2 separate regions of the Macaca mulatta genome follow, and region 1 is linked to region 2. A link is a contact called in public Hi-C data. All regions are on one chromosome and are shown on one strand. The core of a region is the stretch at or near the end of the contact, and the rest is flanking DNA. Distances in the headings are between cores, read along the strand shown.

The links. Hi-C and Micro-C count contacts between places; a contact is called where the count stands out from the background.
Region 1: a Hi-C map of prefrontal cortex shows a contact between it and region 2, with 6 times the contacts expected there. The contact joins the promoter of ECHDC1 here to the promoter of LOC106998157 in region 2. A contact is called at or near these places in 3 of 14 Hi-C or Micro-C datasets (fetal cortex germinal zone, liver and prefrontal cortex).

Annotation. Positions count from the first base shown.
Region 1 is chr4:32,350,026-32,352,725 of T2T-MMU8v2.0, forward strand. ECHDC1 (ethylmalonyl-CoA decarboxylase 1) reads right to left here and starts at 1,299. Exons shown (of 6, transcript NM_001261505.1): 1 at 1,266-1,299. The coding sequence starts at 1,281.
Region 2 is chr4:32,275,769-32,278,468 of T2T-MMU8v2.0, forward strand. LOC106998157 reads right to left here and starts at 1,396. Exons shown (of 6, transcript XM_078001031.1): 1 at 1,035-1,396; 2 at 1-883. The coding sequence starts at 1,396. The coding sequence ends at 133. It also overlaps a transcript of RNF146 not described here.

The sequences.
Region 1 (2,700 bases), core at 49-2,548, 74 kb after region 2:
TCACGTTTCCTTTCACTATTAATTCCATATTTTCTCTCTTCTCTCATTCTATTCTCTCCCACTACCGTCTCTCCTTTTCTCTCCTCCTCTTACATTCCTTGTCTGTGCCAGAAAAACCTGAGAACACTGCTTGAGCCTGCTAGATTCACTGACCCCAAGTTTAGAAATCCAATTCTAAAAATTTTATAATAGCCTATTATGTATACTTTCATCCCAGTTCTAAATTCAGAGACTATCTTAGACAAAAGCTCAGCGATGAGATGACAAGGTGTTAGTCATTATTAATCTACTATAGAATCTAATAGTACAAAGTGAACAGAGCTTAAGATTCAGGTTCTGCAGAAGCATGTAGTTAAACGACTGGTATTTTGGATTTCTTCCAGAATCACAGGAAGATGAAAAGGTTCTGAGGCATTTACAATTTTATAAGCTTTCTTCGGGGTAAAACTTATGTTTAAAACTTGCCAAGCAGGATGTGTTGCAGCCCGCAGCCCCACCACAAAGAAGATTCGGTGCAGCTGAGCAGCTCACTACCAAGCCACTGAAAAGAGGAAAGAAAGCCCATCTGAGCTCAAAGGTCGCACTTTCCATTTTTTTTCAAGTTCTGCAAAGGTGATCTGTTCCCCCTTAGTGCACAGGAAATAAGTGAGATTTTCTCTTAAAAGCCCTTACCTATTTCACCTTATATTGTAATCACTAAATCCAGAACACTAACGCAAACTCATACTTAGAAAACAATTAGCCTAGAGCACGCAATAGAAATCAGAAGCATTTGATTTCAGACTGTCTGTATATCGCCTGTTTTTAAAAGTTCTGATTCGGTTGTAGGCTGTCATAATATAAACTACCTTTCAAGGTTCATTACATGCCACCCACAACACTCTCCCTCACACAGGCAAAATGCACAACTTTCAGTTCCTGAAATCCTTCTGATTTTTTCGCCATTTCAAGCTTTCGCATATGCGATCTCTCTTCCCGTTACATTTTTGTCTTCCTCAGAGTAACTTCAAATCATCTCCTCTAACATAGGACTACATAAAGTCCCCTTATTGTCTGCTCTCACAACATCTGTATCTCTCATCACCACTCTCTCACTCTTTGCTGTAATTAGTTTTTTAACCAGGTCTTCCAATTAGTCTTAGCTGCAAGAGGGTATTTGCAGTGCCTAACGATAATTTTCTTAAGCGTAAATTCCATACAGGGACTTAAGAATCTGGCCACAAATCAAACCTCCAACTATCCTGTTTATTAATCTCACCACTCACCCTGTCTCAATGCCATGCTCCTTCACAGGCTGGCTTCCCTTCCTGGAATGTTAATCACTGCAGTAATCTCAGCTGATTATACGGTCGCCTTTCAGGCCAGAACCCAATAAGAAATCAAGAAAGGATCACCCGTTTTATTACTGCGCTCCTCCCCCGCCCTCGTAGATTTCACAAATACACTTCTCACCACAAGCTTGTCTCTCCCAACAGAACGCTAGTTCTTCGAAAGGGGTCCTTTGTTTTTCTTGCCCTTGTCCAGTTCCTCTGCGTACTTCTAGCACCTAGAGCAACAGGTGCTATACAGGAGGCTCCCAGATGTGGAACAGAGAAAAGAACGGAGTGTTTATTTAGATGTTGCCTGAAGTCCTTAACAGCCCCTTCAACCTATAACTTAACTGTGGTTTTAATCCCCTACACGTGTAACCCCTGTATGTGTGTGCAGCGTTAAAAGGATTACTGCAGCTCAAAAATTCTCCAATGAAAACACCTCTACCAGAATGGAGTTGCTCATCTTTCGTTCTTGAAAAGTTGGCGGCACGATACAGGAAAAGTTTTAGTTATGCAAGACAATTTAATACATAAAAGACAATTACAGAAGTCACAGGGAACATTACCTAACTAAGCACAGGGCCTCGAATGTACTCCGAAATTAGTGTGTAGAAAGCAAGCCTCCTTATGCTTTTGAAAGTGTAATCTCGCGATCTCCCGGCGCGCTCTGCGAAGACCGATTCATCTCTTCCCCCAGCCCTTCTTCCCCGCCCGGCGTACAGTCGGCCCGTGGCGCTTAGCACCGCGTCTCCACGTCCAGCAGGTGGCAGGCCTGCGCGGCGCTTGCAAGAGACAAGCCGCAGAGCCGGCGAGGCTCGCCGTCTGGGACACGTTTGGAGAAGCGAGCGCTACAGTCCATTCCACGGCGACATTTCAGGATTCTCCCACTAACAACACTAAACTGAAGCGCTAAGGCCAGCCCTTACGACCTCGTAGCCCCGCAGGCCGCGGCGGTGACTTCCTTTTCCGCTACCTTACACACGCTCTTCCGCTTTGCGTGCCTTTGTTTCTGCTCCCCCCGGGAACCTCCTCCGCGCCTGTCCTCCGTTCCTGTATAGCCCCTCCTTTTCGCGTCGCCGCCTTTACTATCCCACGCTCCTTTTCCTTTCTCCGAGGACTTTATCCTGTTCCCCTGCCGGTTCCCGTGACCCCGGAAATCCCGCCTCTGCCGCGAGGCTGCCCCTTTCCTGCAGCCGTATCGCTCCCCCTAGTGTCGCGAGTGAGCCCGGGTGGGCGATCTCTTACTGTTCTTGGCTTGGAATTTTCGCTTTTGCAGCACAGGGTTAGGGCTGGGAAAGGAGGCTCCTGAACCGTGCTTGTTTTGGCTCCGATAAACGTGGGAAAAAGGGGAGGCAAGGAAGCCAGTGTAGTCAAACAGCGAGAGGGG
Region 2 (2,700 bases), core at 146-2,645:
AAAAAGGTGAATAAATTGGAAAGTCCTAAAGTACTCTCTCCCCTCCATCCCCGCCCACGACCCTCCTTTTTTTTTTTTCTTGAAGTGGAACAAGCAGTACTTTTGCTAAGGGATCTTCAAGCCGAAACTCAGCTAGGCGCCCCAGGGCTTCCTCGGGATAGCAAAGCTGGATTTTTGAGCAGCACCACCTGCCGGGCCTACACACGTTTTACTTCCTCCACCCCAAACCTCTCTCTGCTGGAACTGCATTCTTTCAGTGGCTCTGGGCCCTAATACAACCAAAGCACACTCTAAAGCAGCCAGAAGAATCCAAGCAGGGAAGTCGCCGGTCCCCACAAGCAAGAGAGTGCGGGAAGGCAGCGAAGCGATGCAGGGACAGAAAAAGGAGACGCCGGAGCCAGCTCGCGGGTGCGCGGCACGGCTTCCGCCCCGCGCGGCCCCGCCTCCGTGACGCGCCGAGTGGTCACGTGACGGCCGCGCGCGTTCCCGGCCGCTGCGGGCTCCGAGGCCAGAGAGAAAAGACTGCGAGGTGGCCGCAGCTGTGGCCGGAGAGGTGGGAGTCGGAGCGAGGCCCTCTCGGGGGAGCAGGGTGAACGCCGGCCACTCCAGGATCCTCACTCGGGGAGAGGAGGCATACCTCGCGGTGTCACCTCCAGCCGCAGCGTACTCCGGGTCGGCCTTGCGCTCGGGGCCTGAGAGGGGCGGCGGCGGGGTCAGGGGCCGGTACGTAGATGGACGCCCTTGGGCTGGCGCGGCCCCGGCTGTCCGCGCAGAGGCGGGATGGGACAGCTCAGCCCTTTCCACCACCCCCGCCTTGGCTGCTGGGGCAGGCAAGACGACCGTGACAGCCCATGCGCTGCCCGAGGGCCCCGCAGCCCCTGCCCTAGGTGACGGCCGGAGCTGGTCTCGGTCCGGGTGCGAGGGGCGGAGCAGCGGCCATTACTGCGCAGCCTCTTCCGCCTGAGCCCGCGTCGCTGCCTCGGGTGGCAGGCGGGTCCCTCTCCTCCCCCTGGGCCGTGGTTTCAGGCCTTTACCCGGGGACCTCCTGGCCTCGAGGTGTAGGGGCGGCGATGGTTTTTCGACAGTAGCCTGCTCCCTGTTTCCCGTGTGGGGTCAGACAGTTTAGGCCTTGGGTCAGATCGAAGCCAGGGCGTAGAGTCTGCATTTTTGTCTTTTCCCGGAGTGTCTCTGGCTGCTGCTTTCTCTTCTCTCTCTTCCTCCTTTTTTTCCTCCTCCTCGGTGTCTTGGTCTTGGCTAATACGAAGAGAGCAATCCCTGCACCTTGTTCTAGTGAAGCCCAGCGCTGCATATTGTTAGTTGTTTTGACGGCTGTTGAAGCATCGGGACAATTAAGAGATCTCACAGTATCCCTTGAGCCTCCAAACCCTCTGTGCATCTTGAAAGCTGAGACTGTTGCTTTGTTCTGTTTGTTGGGTGGGGAGTTCTCTTCCTACCCTCCATCCCATGAGAGGAGTGTCGGTCTTCCATTGTTGTCGCTATTTATTTTGCGAAGGCTTCTAAAGAATGTAAAATTGTTTTTAAGAGTGTGGAGAAGGAACCGTCCTCTCCACAGGTAAAACCTACAGGACTGTAAGTTTACACACACATCCTGGCAACTAGAATTTTTTATCGTTAATCATTTTGGTATACGTTTTAATTTCTTTTCTACAAGTGCCATTTTAGTGAGCACTTATATCTCAAGTTTTGAACATTTTGTTTAATATTTTTGTAATATTGAAACAATGTAGAACTGAGGTGAGAAGAAAGCCCAAAGATAGGGAACGCTTTGTTCTTTGTATGATTGACGTTTCAGGTACTGGGCGCATCACCCCCACCCCGTGTGTGTACTTTTCAAATGGGATGTGAACGTATGATGGCATTCAATCCAGTATATAATTATAGAATTTGGAAGACTTAGGACATTTTAGTCAGTGAATCTATATTTAGACTTTTAAAAGACATGGCACGTAAGGACACATGGAGAAAATGTCCCACACTAATACCAGGATTTGTGATTTTTGCTTTGCTGTTTTATGACTAGCAAGTATTGTTTGTATAGAGTGCCTGGGTGCCCTAAAAACACTTGAAAATAGGTCAAGTAAATCTCGTTTTAAAGAGAAAACCGGAAGAGTGAAACACCACTCTAAAAATAGATTTTGGATGTGTTTGTTTTGGTGCCTTGTATATCTTAAAGTGGAGGATGTTGTTCAGTCCAATCTTTCATTTAGAATTTATGTCTCAAATGGGCCAGTGTGTCATGTGGGCAGAATGGAAATACATTTAAATATTTTTTTTTCTTCGCTGGTTGTTCAAAACTTGGTAGAATTATAATCATCAGGAAAACTTTCTCCAAATAGCTGGTCTTTTAGACAAGAGAAAGAAAAAATTAACTTTTTTTAAAAGGAGATGTCAACTTACAAAGTGTTTTGTTTCAGTCTCCATCAACTTAAAATTGTCAGAGGAAAGGAACAGACTTTTTTTAAAAAGGATCCAAAACGATATTTTGAGTTAAAAGAAGAAAAGGATATTAAATATGTTGTTTTCACAATATCGATCTGTTTAAAGAGTATTATTTTATATGTTAACCATATACTACCAGGAAACATCTAACAGCTCTGACAGTTGGGAATTCGAATGCGTATTTTTCTCCCGTGTTAGTAACAGAAGGTACTGAGCCTTTTCCATTCTCTTATCTGGTTG